Regions from separate parts of the Mus musculus genome. Here region 1 is linked to region 2. Evidence: chromatin contacts called from public HiChIP or PLAC-seq data. All regions are on one chromosome and are shown on one strand. The core of a region is the stretch at or near the end of the contact, and the rest is flanking DNA. Distances in the headings are between cores, read along the strand shown.

Region 1 (5,967 bases), core at 167-2,666, 190 kb before region 2:
TGTTTTGGTTTCTTAGATTTACTTGTCTGTCTGTCTGTCTGTCTATTTGCTTGCTTGCGAGAATGTTTTGCTTGTATGTATGTCTGTACACCACGGATGTGCCTGGTATTCTCAGGGGTCAGGAGGGTATCTAAGTCCCTGGGACTGGAGTTGCAGTTATGTGCCACCTTGTGGATGCTGAGAATTGAACCTGGGCCCTCTGCAAGAGAAACTTCTTAACCTTTCAGCCAGCTCTCCAGCCCCCACAGTCCTTGAGGTTTTCTGTTTGGCCTTATTCCCTGTCTGTCCCGGCTTCCTGACTGCAGATGCTACGTGGCCGCCTGCCACACGCTGCTCCATGACTTCCTTACCACAGCCGACCCTATCCTTCCTTGTACCATGAGCCAGAATAAACCTGCCGTGCACAGGAGGGAGGCGATTCCAGGGATTTTGTCACAGCAACCAGAAATGTAGTTAGGACAGATCTGAACGGACACTTCTTCCGAGGAGGAGAAGGCAGCTGGTCAGTGCTCAGAAGGGTGAAGAGGATCATTAGGTGCAAGAAAATGCAAATTGAAACCGTTTCACACCCACAAGGTCAGCTAGCGAGAAGATAGTCATGGCTTAGCGATGGTACGGGGAATCTGTACTCCTCTGCGCTGCTGGCAGGAGTAGTCAACTTCTGAGCTACCTGCTCTACCACTCTGACCATTCCTCAGCATGTGGGAGTCAGAGTGGCCATGGGACTCCGTGATCGCACCCATAGATTTATACTCAGGACAAATGGAAACTTCCATCCACAGTGAAACCCCTACACAAATGTCTCTTACTCCTAACAACAGTGGGAACTGGTCAGAACTTCCACAGTGCGGTCTCTCACGCAGTGCCATCATCGCTCAGCCATAAGGACAGACGGGGAGCTGACTCATGCCACAGCACTTTGAAGCTTGCTGAGTGAAAGAAGCCAGACCACATGCTGCCTGGTTCTGTTACATAAGATGTCAGGAAAGACAAATGTATGGAGACAGAGGGGAGCTTAGCAGCTGCGGGGTGGGGAGCGACCATGAGTGCAGCAAGGGCTATGGGGATTCTTCTCCAGGGCGGAAGGGGCACTATGGACCGAGATAGTAGGACGGCTGGACAGCTCTGAATATATCCACTGGGCTGTTTGCTTTTGGAAGGAGGGTTTTATGCTGCCTGAGTTACAGCAGCTAAATACAGATGTTGTAGACTGAGTTACAGCTAAATACAGATGTTGTAGAGTTCACTGCCTTACCTCCTTGAGCTCTGGCTGAGGTGGAGATGGAGTGGAAATGTCTTTAAGCAGAGCCTGTTCAACTCTACTTAGAAAAGCAAACCCTGGGTGTCTCTGTCCACATGGCATGGAGGTGTGGGTGCTCACAGCCACTGAGTAACACTGTGTGTCACACCCTAGACAACTCAACTAAGTGGGATGTTAGAGCCACCCACTGTCTACAGACCCCGTGAATAGGGGCCTCGGGCAGAGCTGTCAGTCCCTTAAGTCCCTAGCCAGCAAAGGAGACTCACCTCATGCAGTGCCTCCCGGACAGGGTGGGGCACTGAATGCAGAGTGCATGCATGGGACGCAGCACCTGGTAATGCAGGCAACTGGGCAGGAGGCTCACGTTGCATGTCCTCGAACTCCTCCTTAAGCCCACGACAGGATCCAGGTTCTACATGTTGGGCTCCTGCAGGGTAGCCAGCTACGGGACTTTGTACATGTGTGTATTGGAAATGTGTGTACGGGAGTGTGAGGGATGTACTGCATGTGTGGGCATAGGCATTGTGTGCATGTGAGGATGGGCACGGTGTGCAAGCCTGTGTACACATGTGTGTGTGCATGCCCTCCTATTTCCTAGACATGCAGACATCCTCCAGTGAGGACCCCTGGGTGCCAGGCACGCACTGAACCACAGAAGGACCAGGAGGCACTGGTGCCCAGGTGTGTTCTCTCGGCAATGTCTGTACGCAACATGGCTCACACTACCTCACAGTGTGAGGAGTTCTGGGGGCTTCTAAACCACCCACTCCATCGTGGTCCATGAGTGTGGTTTCGGGATCCCTGAACTCAGAATTTGAGTCAGAGAAACAGAGCTAACACCCAAATCCAAGCAGGAGCCCTGTCGGGGCACGGCTGGGACGGTGTGTGCTGGCCCCGTAACTTGTAGTTTCTATCTTAGCAGAAGGGCAGAGTCCAGGAACCAGTTCCATAGTTTATAGCTGCTAGCTACAGATGCTTCGGGGGAGGGGGAACAAGGTACCAGCAGGACAGGGAGGGAGCTTCAGGTTGGCACCTCCCCTGGTGGTTCCTTGACTTCAACATTCTGTGTGTGTGTGTGCACATGTGTGTACCCAGGTATAAACACGTATGCGCACATGTGTGTACCCAGGTATAAACACGTATGTGCACATGTGTGTACCCAGGTATAAATACGTATGTGCACATGTGTGTACCCAGGTATAAACACGTATGTGCACATGTGTGCCCATGTGTGCAGCACCCACATGTGAGCAAGTGACAGACAGAGGTGGCCTTCAGATGTCCTGCTTTAGCCAGCTCTGCTTTTTGTTTGTTTGTTGTCTGAAACAAGCATGTCTCCCCGAACCTGGAGCGCTTTGCTTTTGGTTGGCTGTCTGGCCAGCAAGCCCCCAGGATCTGCCTGTTTTTGGACCACCCTCACAGATGTGCACTGCCACACCTGACCCTCACACAGGTTCAAGGGGACCAAACTCAGGTCTTCCTGCTTTCACGGCAAGCACCTTACACACCGAGCCTTCTCCCTGGCCTGGCTTCTCTGCTCCTGACGCTGAAGATGCCACAGAGACTGGAAGCAATGTCTGAGCCTTGCTCTGCACAGCCCAGAGCTTCGTGGAGGACTGTGGGAACATGATGCTCACAACTGCTCATGGCTCCCTGGGGTGAATGGTGACTCAGTCACCATGAGTCAAAGGGGCCCCTAGAACACTCTTGCTGGCCCCGCTATCCCCTCTTGTCATTTCCCATCTGCAGATGTTCGGGGCTCCTGGCACTGGCCCTGCGAACTCAGTCATGGTGTGGGAGGGGCGACAGTGTGTAGAGACAGTATGGATTCCTTCAGGTTTACTGTCCTAGCCTCAGATAAGTGGCCACAAATAGGTGGCCTTATTTCCTTCCAGGCCTCTGCTCACACCCCAGGGTGACTTTTTACGAGGATTCTTCAGGAAAATCTTAAACTGCTCCCAACAGTCATTGGTTAGAAAGAGACTCTGAGCACGTGCCCAGTAGCCCCAGAGTGACTTGGGTCCTTAGGAACCTCCTGCTTGGGTCAGAAGCCCCCTACCTGTCCCTGCTAAGCATCTTTGCAGAGGAAGTGGGGCAGTACCAGGCAGCAGCAACAGCTTTTCCTGAGAGCAGTGTTTGCTTGGGGCCGGGGAGGGTGTGCCCACCCACCTCCGACTGGGCTTGGAGCTAGTGAGTCTAAGCACTTAGGAATAGACATACTCTACCCACAGGTAAGATGCCTACCGAAGTAGAAACATTGTATCCATTCTCAAGATCTTGCCCGAAAGTATAGGTGCCTGACAGCATCAGATAGGGCTGTGGGCCACTATGAAGCAGACGAAGCTATGTGTGTGGGAGGGGATACAACTCAGGGCCAGCTCCTGCAGCTTCAGGCAAATGTCTCATGGCAGCAAGAGGAGGGAAGACACCATTAGAACACCCCATGGCTGTATGCACTTGTTCCAGAAACTTGAAAGAGAGAGGACGAGGAGTGGTGTCTCTGATGGTCTACACGACATGACTGGACAGACGGCTGGCATGACCAGCTTGTTGGCAAAGTCTGAACCTAGTCCTGCCAACCTCAAGTCCAGTGTCCATGCAGCACTGCCCAGCTCCAGAGGCTCCTAGAGTAGAACTGGCTTTGATGAACAAGAAGTGACTTCCACCAGGGCAAGCAAGATGCCAATACAGGAGGGGGCATTGGTGATGTCAGGTTCTAATTTCTTTCCCAGGTCAGGCAACTCAAGTATAAATGGGGTCAGGCAGACAGGCTGGGTGGGGCTTGTCCCCTGAGCATTCAGACCTAGCTCCTTCACAGGCTGATGCTGCTAAGAACGAGCCTAGCCCTGGGGGCCCCTCCTCTCTCACAGGGTGGGCTCCTTAAAGACCTACCAACAGCAAAGGGAAACTGAATTCGGGAGTCGTAGGACCCTAGAGCCTCGGACAAAGACCCCATTAACCCGAAGACCTCTCAAAAGGGGAAGGTAACAGGGCTGGCACCCAGTTGGCAAGGAATCATGAGATCTTGTCTGCAAAGGCTGCCTAAGAAGCCAGAGGTCTCCATCCCATACACAGCAGTCCCATGGGGGTTTGGCTTCTGGCTCTAAGGGTCACAATCTCAAGACAGGCCTCCAGAGGCCCCACGCTTCCATGGCCTCTACCCACTGCTACCCAGCTCTCTTTCCCTGGGAATAATCTGGGCCAACTGACCTTCTCTGTCCTTGGCCCACTTCAAGCTTGCCTCGTGCCGCCTACCCCTAACCCCCATTCCAGGTTCCTGACCTGCCTCTCTTCTCCTCTGCTAACTTCCTGTGTACTAGAAAGCTAGCGTGGCCTCCCCAATCCAAGGAGACAGAGCAAGTGTCCCTCACCAGGCTGAGTGCTCACCAGAGACTGTCATGACAGCGGTGGCCTCGCCCTCAGGAGGAGGTAAGGCTGGTGGGATGGGGCTTCAGCTTTGAGAACAGAAGGATCAGGACACATCCTTTCACATACGCTGGTGCTGGTCTGCTGGAACGCTACGCTCAGTCAGGTTGAGGGAACACTTTCTGTGAGCTGGAGCCAACTGAGGAGGGTGGGGTGGGCTCTGTGTCCCAGAGGTCACCTCCCTTGAGTGCCAGTCTGAGTCTCTCTCCTGCACAGGACCAGCAGCATCCTGGGAACAGGTCCATCTGCATGAATGAGGCTTAGTGCGTCCACACCCTGTCTACTGCTCGTTACATTTTCCTAATGTGGAAAGTTGAACAAACAAGGGTGTCCCGGCCTTGCCTTCCTCCACTCAGCCTGGCCCAGGGGATTTGGAGCTGCCAGCCTTGCCTGAGGGAACTCCCGATAGGGAGACACAAAGAGGTCCTCAGGACATGGGGGTTAGGTGATGACCGGGCAGGTAGCATCTTATATTCTGAGCCTTACCATTTCTCAAAGGCTCTTCCAGAGTAGACCAACCCCTCCCTGAGTCAGGTCTCTAAGAAACCTGGGACAAAAGGCTACCCATGGTATCTATTAGCATACCACAATGGCTCCTGACCTCTAGGTTCACTCAGTACCTGGCTCCTCCCTGCCTACCTTAAACCTTTTCAGCCCAGGGGCTTCCCATCCCCAGCTTCTCTTTCCTATGTAACCAGCCATTTAGCCACCGACTCTCCTGGCTTTTCTTTTCAAGTACACCAGAAGAAGGAAGCTGATCTCATTAGGGATGGTTGTGAGCCACCATCTGGTTGCTGGGAATTGAACTCAGGACCTCTGGAAGAATAGTCAGTGCTCTTTTGTTTTTTGTTTTTTGTTTTTTTTGGGGGGGTTGTTTGTCTGTTTTTGTTTTTGTTTTGTTCTTGAGACAGGGTTTCTCTGTGTAGCCCTGGCTGTCTTGGAACTCACTCTGTAGACCAGGCTGGCCTTGAACTCAGAAATCCACCTGCCTCTGCCTCCCAAGTGCTGGGATTACAGGTGTGCACTACCACTGCCTGGCCCAGTCAGTGCTCTTAACTGCTGTGCCATCTCTCCAGACCCCTCTCTTCCTCTCTTGCCCCTCCCCCACCACCCTGGTTCAGCCTGCTGGTCATCCAGATGCCTCTAGGTCCCCCCACCCCACCCCTACCCCCGCCATCTACAATAAAATCCCCCTCAACCATACCTCGGAGTGGTCATGCCCTACTTATCCTTCATACCCCAAGGCAGAGCTCCCAGCCGAGGCCATGCTTGGGCCTTGT
Region 2 (5,106 bases), core at 1,367-3,866:
GCTCACATGGCTCTTCTGCGCCCCCATCTCTAAAACCTTACCTAAGTAGGAACCGCCAGGAAGATGAAATGGTGCGGGCTGTTGTCCCAGCTCCTTCAGAGGGTATGGTGGCAGAACTGAAATGTCATGGCCTACCTACCTGAGCTGCAGAGCAACACTCAAGGATAGCCTGGACAACTGAGTGAGACACTGTCTCAAAACAAAGAATGAAGAGAGGCCTGGGCTGTAGCTCAGTGGTGGAATGCCTGCCAAGCATGCTACCCAAGTCCAATCCCCTGCACCCTAAGAAGCAACAGGATTACCCTTACAGTATAACCAACTGACTTCAGATTTTATCTAAAGCATTTGGAATTCTTAAGCAGTAACGTCTTGGAAGCTGGCACTCCAGACCTCAGGCTCACTGACACTCAGAAGACACAGACCTTCTGTCTGCTCACCACTCTTGGCTCTGAACGGGGGCCAAAAGGACTAAAGCCTACAAACACACCCTCCACAGCACACCTGATCAATAATTCTTCTATGGCATGAGCCACATGACCTAACACTCCCTGTTGAGCAGCTACCCTGGGGCAAATCCAAGACTATGACTGGTTAGTCCCACAGGTTAGAGTTCAGAACTGCCAAAGCTAGTGGGCAATGAGTCTGAAGGGAGCCACTGTCCTGCCTGACAGTCCACATGCAGCAGTCACTTAATAATGATGCCATCGTCTCCACACACTCGTTAGAGAGCCACAGTGCTCAGAAGACTCTCCGTCACACAAGACCATCAACAGCTACAGTGCTGCTGAGGGTGGCGAGTGACTAACTGGGCAGAGGATTCTTATGGGGGTGGTAAAAAAAAAAAAAACCTTTCTAGATTTAGACAAATACGGTGGATAAACATGGCTAAACTAACCCTGTTTCTGTCACTGTGACAGATAGTTTCTAAGGAGGAAAGCTTTCCTCAGTCCATGGTCACTGGCCCTGTGGGAGCCAGTCATCATGGAGGAAGCCTGTGGTAGAGGAGGCTATTCATCCCGTGGACCTGAGACACAAAAGGAAAGGCCACATGGGGCCAGGGCCCCACTCCTCCTCAGGAACTGCCTCAGTGGCTCACCCCATGGAAGGTTTACCTCTGAGCAACAGAGCCATGACCGCGGTCAAACTCTTAGCACACAAACTCTTGGGAACGACAATCTCCATTTTAGCAACTGCTAGACCGTGAACTGTAAAACCATCAGTATGTGGTGCCTAGCTTCAACTCCTAACACTGCAATTTCAGATACAGTAACATACCTAAGAGCAAAATCTTCATTAAATCGGAAAAAAAAGCGCTTATAGGAAAACCCAGTCATTTAGATGAGGAGACAGAAGCCTCTCACAGGTACACAAAGTCTATGCGTGGGATTTGCACACAGCTCAGTCAGTCAGAGCTCCTTCCTTTCTCGAAACATCCCTGTAAATTAGTTAGAAGCAAGGAGGTACTTCAGACTCTTCAAGGAAGAAGAGCCTGCCCCACCATGGGGACCCCAGGAAATCCCGGGGAGGAGCCGAGGGAAGGCAGCCCCCGCATTGATCTTCCTGGCTACTCGCAGATCTCCAACACAGAGGCAGCCCAACCCAAGAAGACTGTACACCCTAAGCATAGCAACGGCCTCTGGAAGCCTACAGAGAAATGCCAAGGACAGTGGCGGCCTCAGGGGCATGGTCATGAAAGCTACTTTTCCTCAGGAAGCAGGCCATCCAAGAAGGCAACCCCATCACAGACATGCCAGGAACTTGAGAGAGGCACAGGCGCAGGGAGACGGGCACAGGTGCTGGCAGCCACAGTGGAATGCCAGCTGCTTAACTCTCTTCATCACTGTCTCTTCCTGTCAACAGTAAGCCACACCCCCTTCTTGCCAACAGTGAGCCACACCCCTTCCAGAAGAACAACACAGACACAACTATGACAGTCCTAGGAACGCACCTTCGGAGTTCAGGGTGATGAGTGTGACGTTGCTTCCAATGTTCTGGCTTCCTGGCTGGCCACAGTTAGACACGGAGTCACTGGCCTCTGACCCGCTCTCCCCATCTTCGTTGTGGCTGTCGTCCTGACCAGGCACTTTCACCACGATGGTGTTCTGCCGACGCCCAGGAACAGCGCTGGCGGGAAACAAACACAGCAGCCCAGGCTGTGAGAGGACATGAGTGGTACACTGAGATAGCCCTGACTCCCGCTGCTATGTGGACTTATCCCAGTGTCTAGCTGAGCATGGACCAATGTACAAGGTGGGTCCCCCAACATGCGGTATGTCCCCACACACACCCTCCATGGAGATGAGCAGCAACGTAACACAGAAAGTCTGAGACCAAGAAGACACATAATATAAAGCAACTGCTTAAAAATATGAACAGCACGAAATAAGTAAAACCACAACTCCCTGAGACTCAGCCTAGAATCCGGCTTCCAGATCTTAGAGGCCATCCTCACATGCATAATGGTCATCATGTGTCAGAGAATCTCCATCCATCCATCATCACCCACGCTGTCAGACACCCAAGATGACTCAGCCTCCAAAACACCTCCACACTCCCTATGACTCCCACAGACAAACCCTAGAATCAACTTCCAAGGCCATGAGGATGCCAGGAGTCCTCTGGGAGCCATTCTCGGTGCAGGCCCTGAAGTGCAGCAGCAGCCAAACAGCTGGCAGCAGAAAGTGCTCAAAAGGCCCAGGACTGATTTGTTTTCTGAATGACTGTTAACACTGTGGACCATGACTACTACACAGCACAGAGGAAGCAAAGCTCTAGCTCCCATCAGCAAAGTCAAAGGGGCCTTAAAACTCCGGCCAGCCCCAGAGGCAGGAGGCCCTTCCTGAACTTGACCCCACAGAACTACCCACGGTGAACTGGCTCCTCAACACTCCACACCCGTGGCCTCAGTGCGGGCCAGGAGGCACATCCTCGCCCCAACAGAGTGGCAGGCCTCCAGCACTCCACACAGCACACACAGCAGCCCTAGGCCTCCTGTTGCCTAGAGAACTGGTCCAGGACAAGAAGCCAGAACAAAGCTGGAAGGAGCTACACCCCACAGAGAAAAAAAGCAAGACAGGAATCTGTGAGAATACTGCCAGTAATTAAAGGTGACCAAGCTTTCCTGAGGCAGTGACAGAGCCACGGGCAGAGGCCCCCACGGGGCATGGCTCTTGTACACTTTCATTTCTGATGGAAGTTCCATTCAACACATCTCAAAAGATGGGGATGAGAGAAAAAGTCACAACTCGACACAAGTACATCATTTGCCAACTGAGGAGAGGCTCAACCGCAGAGCAGGCAGATGGGGTGGTCAGCTGACCACACGCACTAACTATCGAGCCTCTTCACAAACCAGATCCAGCCCAGCGGTTCTCACAGCTGCCCACCCCTTGGACTGTCTCACCCCACCATTGCTAAGCACCAGGCTGGCCCTTCCTGACCTAAAAACTATGGTGGCTGCTAACGGAATGGACCCTGTGACTACAGACATGGACATGTGCTCAGACTGAACCCTGGCTCAGGAATGCTCACTTATCCTCATGGCAGTGGCAGGGGAGGTGGGGTGGTGATGGCTACTGACTTGCTAATGATATTTTCCAGGGAATCCGGTGCCCTGTTGCTCAATGGGTCTTCCATCTTGGCTACAATGGCGTTCTGCCGATCATTGTTGAGTATTACTGTAGTCTGGGGGACGACGCTATGAAACAAAAGAATCACAAGAAAAAGAAGACCTTAAAACCACAACGTTCATTGTCAGAGCACATGCATCATTTAACACGGTCGGCTCCTGGGGCCGCAGCGGAAAGCGGAGCCCAGGCCAGAACAGCTAAGCTGGAGCTGGGCTTCTCCAGCTTCCTGCTGGTTGGTATTCTTGGTTGGCCCAAATGCATAATTTGGGCAGAGTGGGCTGTGAACATTTAACAGAGTGGGCAGGACAGGCTAAGGCACCCTCCTGTCCTACGCACCTGCAAGCCATCTCAGCAACAGGTTTACATGGAAACAGGATCCTCTTCACTTTCCCCTTGGGTGTGTAATGTGTGATGTGTATGTGTGGGGTGCGTGTGTGCACTGCATGCATAGGAGTTGTGTGCAGAGTCCAGAGCAGGGAGCGGGAGTTTTCCTCCACTGCCTCATTCATTTCAGACAAGGTCTATCACTGAAGAGTAACCTAGTCCATTCAGCGAGGCTGGTAAATCAGCAAGCCTGCGTGGGATCTGCCTGTCCCGGTCCCCTTGCTGAGACATGCACTGCCATGCCTGGCTGTTTATGAGAGTGTTAGGGATTTAATCTCAGACCTCCGTGCTTGCAGAGGCATGAGCTAACCCACTGAACCAGCTCAGCTCCCCAGCGACTTTCAACCGCATCCCTCCAAAACTGAGACGGCATGCTGGTCTCATAGCTACCCTCCTCATGTCACTCCACATCTGCCCTCTAGAGTGGGGCAGCCAACCAACCCATGGGCAGCAAAGGGAAACGTGCTCCCGCGCCACCCACAGCTCTCTAAAGAGTGCACAACCACAACAGGAGGCCTTGAGGCTTAGGTTTGAGGAGAAATTCTAGGAGAGAATGGACCAGGGCCCAAGAGTCACCAGGTTCAGCAACGCCCAGGAGGCAGGACTAGGGTGTGACCGAGCGGGACATGGCTCTCAGAGGCTCCTTCCCACTGCACTCCTCATGTCAACTCAGAGCATGGCAGAGTTGTCTAGTGTGGACTACTGTGAAGAGCCAGGGCTAAAAGGAACCGCCACTTGATGCAGCCAGTTATATTACCTGAAAACCCAGTGTCCTTGTCCAGAGGAAAAGGGTACCTCCTTACTAAACAGGAAGTGTAAGTACCAGCATGACATTCACTTTTGTTTCTTAGTCATTCTACTTACTCTCTGGTGACACCTAAAGTGACAAACTAAGAGTGAGTGTCCACAAGGATCCAAAGTAACCCATGCAATCTCTGCCTGCTTCTGTGGCTGTGTTGCCTTGGGCACACACACTTGCCACACTCACAGCACAAGATGGAAATGGCTTCCAAGGCCTGGTACCATACAATCCTATCAGCCACAGCTCTTCCACAGTAACCAGAAAACACCGGAGAGTAAGTGGGAAAAATGC

The links. HiChIP or PLAC-seq counts read pairs in DNA pulled down with a chosen protein or histone mark.
Region 1: a contact with region 2 is called in an H3K27ac HiChIP or PLAC-seq map of embryonic fibroblasts, with 4 times the contacts expected there. The contact joins two enhancer-like sites. A contact is called at or near these places in 2 of 484 Hi-C or Micro-C datasets (bone marrow-derived macrophages and embryonic fibroblasts), 2 of 115 datasets of contacts at active chromatin or transcription factors (embryonic fibroblasts and fibro-adipogenic progenitors) and 1 of 9 other capture datasets (adipose tissue).

Annotation. Positions count from the first base shown.
Region 1 is chr8:122,176,545-122,182,511 of GRCm38.p6, reverse strand. It overlaps a transcript of Zfp469 not described here. Among named protein-coding and RNA genes, the nearest start is that of Gm39268, 30 kb to the right of the region's middle. Within about 2 kb of position 1,416, at least 87 of the 459 cell types and tissues checked have an H3K27ac peak or open chromatin away from gene starts, as enhancers often do. A contact at or near this core is called in embryonic fibroblasts, where this site is marked.
Region 2 is chr8:121,988,546-121,993,651 of GRCm38.p6, reverse strand. Banp (BTG3 associated nuclear protein) reads right to left here. Exons shown (of 14, transcript NM_016812.4): 5 at 3,581-3,697; 6 at 1,949-2,124. Among named protein-coding and RNA genes, the nearest start is that of Mir7237, 13 kb to the right of the region's middle. Within about 2 kb of position 2,616, at least 51 of the 459 cell types and tissues checked have an H3K27ac peak or open chromatin away from gene starts, as enhancers often do. A contact at or near this core is called in embryonic fibroblasts, where this site is marked.